3 separate regions of the Mus musculus genome follow, and all the other regions are linked to region 3. Evidence: chromatin contacts called from public Hi-C data. All regions are on one chromosome and are shown on one strand. Each heading gives the region's core, a stretch centred on a gene start, on an enhancer-like site or on the middle of the called end of the contact. The rest is flanking DNA. Distances are from core to core; before and after follow the strand shown. Region 1 has its middle 260 kb from the start of Gria2. Region 2 has its middle 190 kb from the start of Gria2. Region 3 holds the start of Gask1b (golgi associated kinase 1B).

What was found. A called contact is a pair of places that touch in the nucleus more often than the background predicts.
Region 1: a Hi-C map of cortical neurons shows a contact between it and region 3, with 2.2 times the contacts expected there. The contact joins the enhancer-like site here to the promoter of Gask1b in region 3. A contact is called at or near these places in 1 of 39 promoter capture datasets (liver) and 2 of 484 Hi-C or Micro-C datasets (cerebral cortex and cortical neurons).
Region 2: a contact with region 3 is called in a Hi-C map of cortical neurons, with 3 times the contacts expected there. The contact joins the enhancer-like site here to the promoter of Gask1b in region 3. A contact is called at or near these places in 4 of 39 promoter capture datasets (embryonic stem cells, hippocampal neurons and liver), 1 of 484 Hi-C or Micro-C datasets (cortical neurons) and 1 of 9 other capture datasets (embryonic stem cells).

What each region holds. Positions count from the first base shown.
Region 1 is chr3:80,540,001-80,544,956 of GRCm38.p6, forward strand. No RefSeq gene overlaps it. Among named protein-coding and RNA genes, the nearest start is that of Gria2, 260 kb to the right of the region's middle. Within about 2 kb of position 1,566, at least 17 of the 459 cell types and tissues checked have an H3K27ac peak or open chromatin away from gene starts, as enhancers often do. A contact at or near this core is called in cortical neurons, where this site is marked.
Region 2 is chr3:80,606,880-80,611,633 of GRCm38.p6, forward strand. No RefSeq gene overlaps it. Among named protein-coding and RNA genes, the nearest start is that of Gria2, 190 kb to the right of the region's middle. Within about 2 kb of position 1,777, at least 18 of the 459 cell types and tissues checked have an H3K27ac peak or open chromatin away from gene starts, as enhancers often do. A contact at or near this core is called in cortical neurons, where this site is marked.
Region 3 is chr3:79,883,809-79,888,401 of GRCm38.p6, forward strand. It overlaps Gask1b (golgi associated kinase 1B), which reads left to right and starts at 2,122. Exons shown (of 4, transcript NM_133187.3): 1 at 2,122-3,322. The coding sequence starts at 2,419. Gm36569 (a long non-coding RNA gene) reads right to left here and starts at 2,998. Exons shown (of 3, transcript XR_375740.1): 1 at 2,288-2,998.

The DNA.
Region 1 (4,956 bases), core at 316-2,815, 660 kb after region 3:
AGAGAGATGGCTCAGTGGCTAAAGTGGTTACTGCTCAAACATAAAAACCTAAGTTCAGATCCTCAGAATTCATGTGAAAACCTTGGCAAGGACACACTTCTGTGACCCTATCCCTGTAGGCATGGAAGCAGATGGATCCCAGACATCTGGCATTCACAAGCTAACAATGGTGTTAGGACTTACTGAGAGGGAAGACAGGGATAATATTTCACTCATTGTTTTGGAAATGATTGTACAATCTCCATAAAAACCTAATATAAATGCAGTATTATTACAGCAGTACGTCTATGGTTTCTGGTTCATCTATAACACTGTATCTGAAAAATGGCTTACATGCAAGCTCTTTTATTGTAGCACAATCATTTCTAATATCAAAAACTTCATGCTACTTAAGCAGTGTACTACATTTCCCTTCAATGGCACAATCAGTCACAATAAAGGAATAGAAATCTCTTTGTCTCAATAAAAAAAGATGTGAGGATCAGGCTCTCTCTCTCTCTCTCTCTCTCTCTCTCTCTCTCTCTCTGTACATGTCTAAACAGTAACAAAAAGCAGGATATGTGATGTTAGTTTCATACAAAGGAATCACAATCATACATCTAAGCATTCAAATGTATATTCATACTCATTTTTACATATGGATCCTACAAATATAGAGAAGACTCATGACATGGGGGAAGAGCATAGGAGATAACAACAATAATAACAGTTAACATACTGGGTGAGTGGTTTGAGGTTCAGGTACCTAGGTTTGTATTGCTACCACAGAATCCAGTAGACTGCAAATGCTTATTCATTTTATTGCTAACAGTTTTAGAGGGTGGGGTGATTAATACAGAAGTTGTTCTGCTTGGTGAACAAATGTTCCCAATTTTGCAGCCAATCTTCTTAGAACTTCACTCAGCCCAAATGGGAAAGGAGTAACCTAGTCCTCATAAAAAGCTGTCAATCTTCAATGACCTCCCTAAAGTCCTACTTCCAAAAACTGCAGTGAGCTTTGGGGTGTCAGCAGGCGAATGTAGCAGAAATCCAACATTTATTTCTCACAGCAGAAATTAATTCTTCACTGCAAACCTACATGTTTCGTGTTTGTCATCTGTGAATTATTTTGCTGATTCAAAATGCTAAAATTAAAAATCCCCAATAATGGCAGAGATAGGCAGAAATCTCACTGAGTATCAAAACCTAAAGAAGATGGTATTGTATTAACCCCTCAAAAAAGGAAAGGATGGATTTATAAGTGGGATATTTAAGCCTCTGCATAATGTCCTACTTTGCATAGGATTTTAGCCACAAGTCATAATCGTAGACTTGGCTTTTATATAGGCTATTTCTCCATCAGCCCTTCATTTTCTTCTCTGGACCCTTCTTGGAATTTGATATTTTTATTAATAATTTAAATGAACCCAACCCTTCCATTTAATTTATGCCATAAATTATGAGTCAACTATCTGCAATGTTTGAAAGATGCAAAAAATGCAAATGATGAGTGAGCTATAATATGAAGCCTTTCATCAGAAAGCTGCATTTTGAAGGGAGCAGCCTGTTATGTTCTCATGGGGTAGAGCCCCAGATGGCCCAGCCTTCTGGAGAAGAGGGGTTGAGGAAGAGTAGGAGGTGACAGAATGGCATTATGAGAGACAGAGGAAGGAGAATATGAATAATTAGAACCCTGTTATTCCTTCTGCACTAGAGAGTAAGACTTATTTGTCTAAATACAGAGAAAAATAGGGACAGGACTATGTGTTCATATACTTTTCATCTTAGATATAATTGGGGTATTTCCTTCAGTCTAAAAATGAAAGCTATTGCATCAACTATGTCATATGAATTTTAGCATCCCACAATGGGAAAAATGTTTTATTAAAGTAAAAGCATCTTAGAAGGTACCATTAAGTTAGGAGACAATAGAGATGCTGTCTAGACAGCCTGCAAGGGCTAGTGAGATCATGAACCTTAGAATGTAATGCATTACTGCCACTTTGCTAGGTCAGCATAATTCCTCACTACATTTTATGTCTTATTCCTGGACCCACAGATAAATGTAGCTACTACCTTCAATGAAGAAGCCTCTTTTCAATGGTAATTGAGAGCATTACCGATACCTGCCACTGATCACAATGCAGAGATCAACAAATTGTGCAGAAACTAGCTTCAGTGGGTACATCTACATTATAGTACTTGTATCTATAGTTCAGGATATATCACATATCACAGACTAGAGAACAAATAGAATGTAAAAGCCATAATACTAGAATGTCTGATGTGAAACAGTCTATTCTCGAAATGATTGCCTTAAACAAGACTGAAAAACAATGCCAGTATCAATAGACATGTTAAAGAAAAGGGGATACTGGTTAGTTCATAATGTTGTTCCACCTATAGGGTTGCAGATCCCTTTAGCTCCTTGGGTTCTTTCTCTAGCTCCTCCATTGGGAGCCCTGTGATCCATCCATTAGCTGACTGTGAGCATCCACTTCTGTGTTTGCTAGGCCCCGGCATAGTCTCACCAGAGACAGCTACATCTGGGTCCTTTCGATAAAATCTTGCTAGTGTATGCAATGGTGTCAGCGTTTAGATACTGATTATGGGGTGGATCCCTGGATATGGCAGTCTCTACATGGTCCATCCTTTCATCTCAGCTCCAAACTTTGTCTCTGTAACTCCTTCCATGGGTGTTTTGTTCCCAATTCTAAGGAGGGGCATAGTGTCCACACTTCAGTCTTCATTCTTCTTGAGTTTCATGTGTTTAGCAAATTGTATCTTATATCTTGGGAATCCTAGGTTTGGGGCTAATATCCACTTATCAGTGAGTACATATTGTGTGAGTTCCTTTGTGAATGTGTTACCTCACTCAGGATGATGCCCTCCAGGTCCATCCATTTGGCTAGGAATTTCATAAATTCATTCTAGCTGCATATGTATCAAAAGATGGCCTAGTCGGCCATCAATGGAAAGAGAGGGCCCATTGGACACGCAAACTTTATATGCCCCAGTACAGGGGAACGCCAGGGCCAAAAAGGGGGAGTGGGTGGGTCGGGGAGTGGGGGTGGGTGGGTATGGGGGACTTTTGGTATAGCATTGGAAATGTAAATGAGCTAAATACCTAATAAAAAATGGAAAAAAAAGAAGAAGAAATTACCTTAAAAAAATCAAATAAATCTTTTTTATACTAAAAAAAGAAAAAAAAAAAGAAAAGGGGAAAAATTCACAGGGTCTCCATATATAGATGGGTGGGATAAAGAGAGTTAGTCTCTCTAAGTGATGTGACCCTTCATTGGTTGTACAATGTTAGGTGATTGGTACTGAAATCATTATGTAGAAACAGCAAAAATGGGATCAGGGGTTGCACTTATATTTGTGCTAGTGCATACACACTTACATATATATGTAGGTAACAATAGTAAAGAAACAGAGGTGTAAGCTTCAAGGAGAGGACAGGCATGAATGTGATTCAAGGGAGAACAACAGGGAGAGACTGAAAGAAGAGACAGAGAGAGAAAGGAATGTCACTGTATTTCTATTAAGAGATGTGCTGGGTAAAATTCTCCTAAAAGTTGTATTGTGCTCATTTACCTGATGTTCCAAAAAGAGTATTGGGTTTATACGCATAAATACTGAGGAGAGTCAACACAAGGTCAACCATTGAAAACAATTTTCTTCATGATCATATTTTTGAGGGTCATGGAACTAAGTAAATCACAAGAAGCCTTATGTGTATTTCAATAAATACACATAACTATTTTAAAATAAACATTACAATAAACAAGCATTTAAAATACAATAAATACCAGTCATAAATAAAAACAATATTTTAGAACTCTTGGGAACTCTAGTTTGTATTCAGGTTTTTCTCACTGGATCCATCATTTTGTTTTCAAGTCTAGAATCAATAGACCAGCAGGCAAACAAGTCTAGCTGCAGTGTCTCCATACAACCATCCATCTGCCTTGGCTGCAGACTAAAAAGGAAAAAAAAAAATCCCCACACCCTGCTGATTAGCCCGAATTTAAATACAGGAATTCTTATTCCAAAGGGTCCTAGGCAGCTTCACTCCATTTGAGCATATTTGTCTATTCTGTTAATACTCTCCTCCAAATTGTCTATGTTTAATTAGCTAATTTCCATCACTATTCAAGTACATTGTATCACTGCCCTGAATATACTCCTATTTCCATGGAATTCTTTTTCGCTCATTGCCTAATTCATTGCTTGCTTTGCAGCAAATGTCTTGTGACAACATCTGGGTTTTGTTGTTGTTTGTTTGTTTACAGGCTCCTTCTATTCTTTACCCAAGTGAAATACGACTTTCAATCTCTTGATTCGGTTCTGTTTACTGTACTGTTGCTCACTTCCTCCTTATCTGTGCACCAGCAGGATTTCATACAATGGATTACATTCAGTTTCCTGACTGTTTTCCTCATACATCTTCCAGAGTACCTTTGCCTCTGTCCTTTATTGACCTTCTCCTATTTCAGTTTGCTTGGTCTTTCCACTCTTCCTTACGTCTTAAATTTTTATATGTCAGATGAAGCCAAGACATGGTCTTAATAGCTCCCACAGAGAAATTCATCCCGTGCTCTGTCACTTATGTCCTATGGTTTTATTGATCATCTACTTCTGAAAAATCAAACTAGACCTACATTTAGTACTGAACCTAAAAGTGAAGCTACCAACTTTTAAATTTTTTCTAGATATCTAAATAGTATTCAAAATTACAAATATACAAACAAAGTTAACTTCTAGCTATCTGTACATTCCAAAGCCTATAATTCCAACACTTGGGAAGCTGAGGCAAGGGGATTGCCAATTTGAGGTTAGCCTAGGCTACATAGCAAAGATATTCTCAAACTCCCACTCTCCAAAACAAACAAAAAGCCAATCTCTCTGTTTAGTTCATGTTCTTCACCAAGTTGTTTTTCACTTCATCTTTCCTATCCTACTTCGCCTCACCAT
Region 2 (4,754 bases), core at 527-3,026, 720 kb after region 3:
ATCCTGTATAAAATAGCTTCAGATCCTTCACACATGTTTTTCACAGCAAATAAAATTATCAGGATTAAATTATCTCACCTGAACTGTAAAACATGATCTACCTTTGTAAATCCAATAGCTCTATTCAATGAATAAAATAAGTTTCTGTAATTTAGACTATTGGAAATTCATAATATGATATCTATTCCAACCTGTATTGGAAATGAGTCTGAAGTGGGAAAATGGTTCTTTCTGATCATTACCTCAAAAGTACTAGAGTGTCAAGATGTCTGCACTCAGAATCAGAAACTTTTTCAATGAAGAACAATACAAAACAACCCTCCCTCCAGAACTAAATACAACCACATAGGGAGCAGCATAGAAATGATAGATTTATTTATTAGTTTGCTATTTGCTATTTGGTTATTTTAGACTTAGTGTGCCCACCAATAGCAATATTTTACATGCCTAAGGATGCTAATATAAAAATATGACAAATATATACATATTTAATCAATTACCACAGTGAAGCAAGTGTTAAAATGGCTCAAACATTGAACTTTAAAAATATAAAATGTTTAAATAAAATTCAAGCTGGTATGCATCCAAGTAGAGAATTGTAAAAGTAAGTAACCAAGTTTTGGGAAATGTAATGGTAGCTTGTGGGCATTACATTTTCCTCTTCTTATGGTCCTTAAGCAAAATGACCTTGTGTAGAGGATAGGAGATGATTTTTAATGATAATGATGAGCTCATGCAATGATAATTAATGGCACTTGCATATGCCAAGAAATAACTTGCTCTTTCAACACCAATTCTTGAAATGATACAAGAAAGTACTTTTAACATGAGTTTCTCATTAAGATTCAATATCTTAATAAACCTGAATAAAGTAAAGAACTTTTATGGCCTTTGGAACATAGCATGAAGAATTTATACCCACAAAAAAGCAAAGGTTTTTAAGAATAAGGGGAGCTTTTTTCGTTTGTGAATACTGAAAAGTGTCTTGTAAATATCCTAATTCCTTTCTTAATATGCAAATCTCTCCCATAAAAAAAGGTTGCTGTCTCTGTAGGCTGGCTGCAATGAGCTTTTCTTTGGTAGCAGCATCTGCATGCAAGTGCACACTAACACTCTTTCACCTTTTTCAATGTCCTCTGGTGCTAATTGGAGATGTTTGTGATGAGCTTTGAATGTGCAGGAAATGCCTAGCAGGAGTCCAGACATTTGCGAATGGAATTTCTGGCTAGCCTGCTATTCACTATCTCTAGTGAGATTTGAGCTGGATTCTTATTAAATCTAAGTCTTCTCTGCAATGTTTAAATCATTATTCATTTTTAGAATTCAACATATATTATTGTAATCTACAGATGTGATTTTAATGTATTCTTTTTGCATGACTCAATCTTAAAATATGGAAATAGAAACCAGTGAAATGTTTATTTCAGGCTTCAAGGTCATGACATTTATTTATGTCATAATTTTCATTACTACTATTAATATTTTGTATTTTCAATGATGTACTCTCCACTGTAAAAATGAGTATTTCTGTTGTTATTATTGAAAATATAAAATGCCTGAACTGAAAGGATTATATTTTTAGAGCTAATTAGTTTTATTTTCAAACTGTCACGCAATGTACCCTTTCATAATAAGCCCCATGGATTCCTAGTAGAAGAAAGAGCTCCTACATCATTTAAAACTGAAAAGAATGTGCTTCTCTGTAGGCGACAGAATAAGAACAAGGGTTTGACTATTATCAAGGGCACAAGTAAGGAAAGGCACTGAGGCAAGCCAGAGAGGACAGGGAAGGTACAAAGTGAACACAGGAAAACCGAGTGGGTGGTCTGACATTAGCTCTCTCTTCCGTTCCTTCCCATGAGCAATTGTTGCTGAACTATGAAGTATTTTGACTAACAAGAGACATTTGTTAACTTCATGCAATAAAGCAGCCCATTAACAAAATGTCAGGGAATCAGTTACCAAGCTGACAACTCATTAGGTCAATAAATTCTGTTTAAGACTTTTGTTAACCATAACCAAGACCTGGAAGCTGACATGGTTGGGAATGAGAAAAGAGAAAATTTAAACAGGATTGCCGTAATCTAAACTCTGTAGGGCAACATTTACAACAAAAGTACACATTTCTTCATCATCACATTCACCATGCAGTCTTTCTCAAGAAGTTATAAAACACACAGTTTCGTAGTGATAATTCTAGACATGATGGTCTACCTTGGGTCACTAAAACATTCTTGTGAATCTAAACCTTTATTGGACAGCAAAGTGGGGTTATGTTGTTTTGTTATTTAAAGCAATCTGCAGACAGTATTTACGGCTATCGACATGAGGTTTAAACATCCCCCATCCTATCCTACAGAATACTCCCCCACTTCCTATATCTCCATATAATGTTTTGGTCTTGTTTCTTAGATTTGCCTCAAACTATTGCCTCTTGTTAACTGATAGTACTGTGTTCAAAGTTCAAGACTTTGTTACCACTTGGTTACGTGAGAGAAAAGCCTCTGCCTTGAGCTTCCTATCTGGGTCAGTTCTGTAATAACACACCATCACTACAGACTGATCATTCTTTCTTTTGTTCAAAGATAACCAATAATTCCCTTCATTACTAGCTTAGTTACTCTTTCCATTTTTAGAATAAAATGCCTGATAAAAAGTAATTAAAAGTATTTCTTTTGCTCATAGTTGCTTGGACCAACAGTCCTTCATGGGTCAGAAGATGTTGTGGAAGTCCTGGGGTCAAGACCAGCTCCTGTCTAAGGAGTGGCAGACACTAGGTAGATCTGGAAACAGAGAAGGCAGTGCTGGCAATCAAATGATTTCTCTTTCTCTCTTTTATTTGATCAGGTCATCAGGTCTCTGTCTCATGAATGGTACTGCTCGCACACAACATACTTTCATTCCTTCAATTACCCTGGAATGTGTGTCTAACAATTCATGAGTCCAAAGGAGTTTACTTTCACAGTAACCACCATGATTGTGTTTTTGTTCTAGAGGAAATCTTCAGAGAGGGCTGAATCACATTTTCAGCATCTCCTCCTCTTATCCGTAGAAAGGAGAAGTAGAGATGCAAAGGAGAAAAGTTATCATTGAAGACCTCCAGTTCTTGGACAGTTTCTTGATGCCTGAGAATTTGAATAAGGACCTTAGGAGATCCAGGCCTAATTCATTATTTGATGGGTGCTAGATTCTCATGGCTAGACAAGATAGCATGCCTATGTGCCTTTAGTTGTGTCTACAATTTTGCAAGAGCTTCAATATATGAAGCTGCAATTATAGAAAATGATCACACTACCACAGCGTTTTGAACATCATATGTTGTATGATACATGTATATATTTACTTAGGAAATACGAAGTACCTGCAGTCATTTTTTATCAATTAAAAGAAAAATGAAAAGTGTCATTAAGGTTTTGTGAATTTTGCATATAACATCACATATTTTCATAAATACATTTGGTAGAGCTTGTGAAGAGTATTTGACAATAATAGAATGCATCAGAAGATCTTATTCCCACTGAGAGGGAAAATATGCTGCTGTCTACCTTTACCTGAAAATGAATGCCTCTCCTGCTCTCCAATTCTTGCTGTCTTGCTATTTCTCTGAAATATTCAAGCCAATCAACCCCTCTTTTGTGGGCAGCAGAAAAAGAAGATGAAAGGTATTTTCTTACATATGCTTAGTCAAAGAAAGAATTCTGTGTGGCAGAAATAGTCATTAAGGCAGTAGGTCCCTGCCAGCTGAGCAAGCATAAGAATGAGAACAGGGAATAAGTGTCATTTTTTGTCTGGTACAAGGAAGATCACCCACGAACTCACATAAAATTATCTCTCACAAAGCATCGTCAAATCCTGCTTACTCTTAGGACATAAAAATGCCATTAATTTTACTGTGCAACTTGTCTCTTTCAGCAAGTTAATCATACTTGCATTCAGAATGTCTTTAATTATAGAATATTTTCTTGGATTATTTTTAAGTTTTCTGGATGTGGTCATGTTAAAAGGACATAAACTTAGAGAGTATAAATACCCAAAGCTGGGACAATTTGAAGAGTCAAATGAACAATCAAGCACTAGATTAAGTAATTAAAATACTATTAAAAATGGCCAATGCTGTATTGGTGCAAATAAAATGAATATCTCTGGGTTCACACAAATATAAAAATAAAATAAATTTACTATTAGGTTGAAAGAGACAAATCTTCACATAAGATAACTCCTGTACATTAAAAAAAATACTTTATGAGGATACTGTCATGGAAAAAGATAGAGTGTAGGTTATTGTGTGAGTATAGGTTTTCCTTCTAAATTAGTCCCAAGACTACGTATGTCAACGTAGAGAAAGGATAGCAGAGAATGCTGGTAAATACTACGCCAGTCCCAACCAGGAGCTCTTTCTTTATCTTACTATTTCACATAGTAAACTATATTCTTATCTCTAATAATATTATTAATATAATACTAATTTTAATAAATATTGTCATTTATATAATTCTACAAAGAATATTATTTGCAGAACTTAACAAAGACGCATTTGCTGAAGATGATAAAGAATCTCTAGACCTTGATCTCAGGCTAACATTATGCCTTAATAAAATACCTTCTAACAGTTATGATTTAAATTTGTGTTTCAGGAAGACTGCAAATTATCTTCCGAATACATTCATTAACTGGTTTCAAATGTTTGTTGGAATTAAAACAATATGAAGAAAAGAACATCAATGTCTTTCACATGTAGAGTGTTGTTCTTAATT
Region 3 (4,593 bases), core at 872-3,371:
ATCCCAGCGCTCGGGAGGCAGAGGCAGGTGGATTTCTGAGTTTGAGGCCAGTCTGGTCTACAAAGAGTTCCAGGACAGCCAGAGCTACACAGAGAAATCCTGTCTCGAAAAAACCAAGCCAAACCAACCAACCAAACAAACAAAAAAGCAGTTCTGCCATTGTCCCATCTCAGAAACTTCTGAGATACTTTCTAGAAAACAAATTCATGTTCATAGAGTTTGCTTTAAGAGTTTTGGAGCATAAAGAAAATGACTTCAGTGCCCGAATTCTCATTAAGTTTAGTCAAAGCCAGTCAGAACTTTAAGGTTCCTGTCCATCTCTGATTTGTCTCTTTTCATGATGTATCATAACTTTTAAAGAGGAAGAATAGTTTGAGAATGGGAAAATCTTTGCTTTTTTTTTTGGCATTGTAACACGATATTTTAAGGATTATACAGCATCATATTCTATTATTTTCATTTCCCACCACATCACAGCCTTTTCTCTAAAAAGGGGGTAATCGTCCCTATCCCATTGGTGGCTTCTTGTTTGATTCTGTTTGCTGTGGAAGCAGAGACAAGTAAGCCCAGTGAGACCCCAAGGTCATCTGATCCTGCCTTTGTGCCAGGACATGCAAATGACCCAGGCCAATCACTAACCTGTTTTCAGAAGACCTCCAATCAGAAGGGGTCCAGGCTGCCTTCTGAGGGCTGTTGCTGTGTTCATTTGCATGCTGCAAGAACCTTCTCATCTCCCTACACCCCACTCTTATCTCACGCTTCCGTTTCTCTACTCATTTCCAGTGACCCCCTTCTTAGCTTTGTCTACCTTTCCTGGCCGTTTTACCCCCATCGAGAACTGGTGGGAGACAAGAGTTAGTCTGCAAACAGCCCAGATGTAAGGTAAGTTGCAGGCCCTGGACTCTGGCGTCCAGTTTCCCCTTCCCAACTCCGTGGGGTCAGGCAGGGGTCAGTGGGCACTCCTCATTTTTCTAAGGTATTTATTTGGCAACAGGGTCTCCGCCAACTCCAGCAAAACACTTCAGATCACTTCAGCTTCCCAAGGCTGCCATTTCTGTGTCGCTTAGCAAATGAGACACTAGGGGGCTCCCAGGGGCTGAAAGGAGCAGAAAGTTGTTTGAATGAAAACTGGGTCTGAGCTGTGTTTGGAGAAATTCAAAATTAAATTTTATTTTTTATTTTTTTAGTCATCTTTAAAAAGAACCTCACGTGTCTGAAAACGGCGCAGCAGCCAGTTTACAAATCATTTTGCTCCGCTGTTAGAAGGCGGCAGCTTTTAAGGCTGAGCCGAGATGTTTGAAAGGTGGAACACCCTTGGCCATGAAATATGTTCTCCTTACGTGCCTCAGCCTTTCAAAGTTCTGTGCATTAGAGTCAGGAATTCCATTCTTCCTGGAGCTAAGCGTGGGGCCAGCTGTGTAAGTAAAGTTTTGTTTTTCTTCTTAAACAACTTTTTCCCTCTATTTAAAAATGTGAAGAAAAAGGCAAAAAAAACAACAACAAAAAAAAAAACAACAAAAAAAAACCCACCAAAAAACCTAGATATTCTTTTCTTTCATTTTTGCTCTCTTTAGTGGAAAGAAAAGGAATAAAAAGTTGTGTGTGTGTGTGTGTGTGTGTGTGTGTGTGTGTGTGAGAGAGAGAGAGAGAGAGAGAGAGAGAGAGAGAGAGAGAGAGAGAACTCACCCTTTTCAAGCTATATAAACATCAAGGGGTAGTTAAATAACAATTTTAGATATGGAATATATTGTGAAAACAATGTGGAACATTAGTTAAGAGAATATGTTTAAATATGAACTCACTACTTGATATTTTTGTAATATATATCTTACAAAAGTTAGGGTGTCTATAAAAATCTTAAAAAGTATTTATTTCTTTTCTTATTTCTGAATCACAAAAAGGGGGTCTGCAGGGGATCCTGGTTGATGACTTTTAAGAGTTTTGCTTCTCAGATGTAGTGGCTTTAACTGTGAGCTAGCAAACGCTCTTTGCAGCTTGTCTTCATTACTTTAAAGTAAAATCAGACTCACACACCTATCTTGCTTCCGCATTTTAAACTTTACACCAAACTTGGTAGAATTTGTGGAAGGAAAGGGTTACTCGCCTCTTTCCTCTTGTAGAGGAACTGAAATGGGTTGAGTTAGTGATTCAGTCAACTCTTGTTTCCATTCATTCCCAGAGTCAGCCCTCCTTTCTCCTGGGAAAGGCTGATAGGAGTTTAAAAGGCTTGCGGTGGCCAGTTCACAAAGCGTTCCCAGAACCCGCAGCAGCGACCCTTCTCTTTTACCTCTCTGCCTGTTGGAGACCACTTAGATAGCGAAGCGGACTGGACGGCTGGATTCAGGAAGCCATGAATCATGTCACCCGGAGCCAGCTGCAGACTTTAAACTCAGTTCAGCATGTGGAAGCGGCAGAGAAATGACCTGTCCAGACAAGCCGGGGCAGCTCGTAAACTGGTTTGTCTGCTCTCTGTGCGCCCCACGAGTGTGTAAACTTTGGAGTAGTCGGCGTCCCAGGACCAGACGGAACCTCCTGCTGGGCACTGCCTGTGCCATCTACCTGGGCTTTCTGGTGAGCCAGGTGGGCAGAGGTTCCTTTCAGCATGGGCAGGCGACTGACAGGGGACCACCCAACGGTCACGACATCTTCAAGGTACCCTTCTCTGAGATTCCCCTGGATGGTACCCTGGCCCCTCCAGAGTTGCAGGGCAATGGAAGCACTTTGCAGCCCAACGTGGTGTACATTACTCTACGCTCCAAGCGCAGCAAGCCTGCGAATATCCGTGGCACGGTGAAACCCAAGCGCAGGAAGAAGTATGCGGTGGCATCTGCAGCCCCTGATCAGGAGGTGCTGGTTAGACCATCCCTTATACAGCAGGAAGCTGCACGGGCAGCAGATGCTGAAGTACCTGGCTATGTTCAGGGTTACCTAACCAAGGTTGGTGAACGACCCTGGAGGGTGCTGCGTGGTCCTGGAGTCAGAACTAGAGGTTCAAACTTGCAGCAGCCTAGGGCCCGAGAGAGCAACATTAGGATTTATAGCGAGAGCGCCCCCTCATGGCTGAGCAAAGAAGACATCCGCAGAATGCGCCTCCTGGCTGATAGTGAGGTGGCTAGCATCCTACCTATCTCTAAGAGTGGTACCCGCTTGCTGGTGTTGGAAGGGAGCACCTCAGGCTCTGTGCCTGGCTGCGGGCCTAGCCCCTGTGGGCTTCTCAAGCAGCCGCTGGACATGAGTGAAGTGTTCGCCTTCCACCTGGACAGGATCCTGGGTCTCAACAGGACCCTGCCATCTGTGAGCAGGAAATTAGAGTTCATCCAAGGTAACAGATTCACTTGCTTCTTATTTGCAGCTGCTGGGGATTTGGGATCGTTTTCTCCTTTCCCCCACTCTCTCTGAATTATTTTCCCCACCCATGTTTCCCATTTGGACAGCAGCAGCAGCAGTAGCGTCATTTTTCCATACGCGTGGCATTCTTCTATTTCCCAGTCTGGGGATATTAGAGTTCTAATGCACAGCTGTGCTGGGCATGTGAGGGAAAGCCCACACTGCAATCTTTGCTCTCCGTTTCTCTCTGTGCACTTTTTCGTGGCATGTTAAATCTAATTAAAACTAGTGACAGTTTGCACGATGACAGGAAGCCAGGGTACAGAGCTTGCTGACAGCCTTGCATAGAACCTTACAGGTTTCTATGGAAACTTCCTTCCTAGGATGGTTTAAAGAGTAAGGGGTTGGGGGGTGGGGCATAGAAATGATGTCTCAGTGGTTAAGAGCACTCAGTGCTTTTGCAAATCACACACACACACACACACAGACACAGACACACACACACATACACACACAGGGTGTTTCACAACCGCCTGTAATTCATGGGTATCCAACACTGTCTTCTGACCTCTGTTGGCATCAGGCATGAGTGTGGTACACATCCACATATGAAGACAAACACTTCTATGCATAAAATAAAGATTAAATATTCTAAAAATTAAGAGGAAAGTGGTTATCTTTCCTCAGCAAATAGTCTTTGTCAGAGGCTCAGACAGAACTGACCACATGAGAGCTAACTCTTTTACCTCGACTGTCACCAATGGACTCAGCCTCTTTAATAAATAAAGAGCATAAAAATCATAGGTGCATTTAGAGTGTAGACTAACTAGCCATGTGACTTCTTCAAGCTTCACTATTTACAGAGCCCCATGTGTCCTCCTGTAACACAAAGGTTGTGTCTAGGGCATGTGGCCACTAACTGAAGTACAGCTTTGCAGTGCTGGTCTATGGAAATGATCTTGCCACACAGAGGATACTCTCTGAATGAGAATGCCATGTCGGGGTTGGAATCTGAAGTACACTCAGTCAGTGACTTGTGTTGCAATGTAGAACCACCCAGGCTGAAATGTTAGAGCATCTCTCTTCAGCTGTGCAATGGCAATACTGTCCACCTCATGAAGTTGCTGGTAGCTTACACATAGACAGCAGTTCTTGGCACCAACCAAACCTTCAATAAGCGCTGGCTATTGCTGTTATTCCACTGAGTGAGCCAAGTACCAAGTTCCCTGAGTTGCTTTGGGCCATCAACCCTCAAAGGTCATTTTC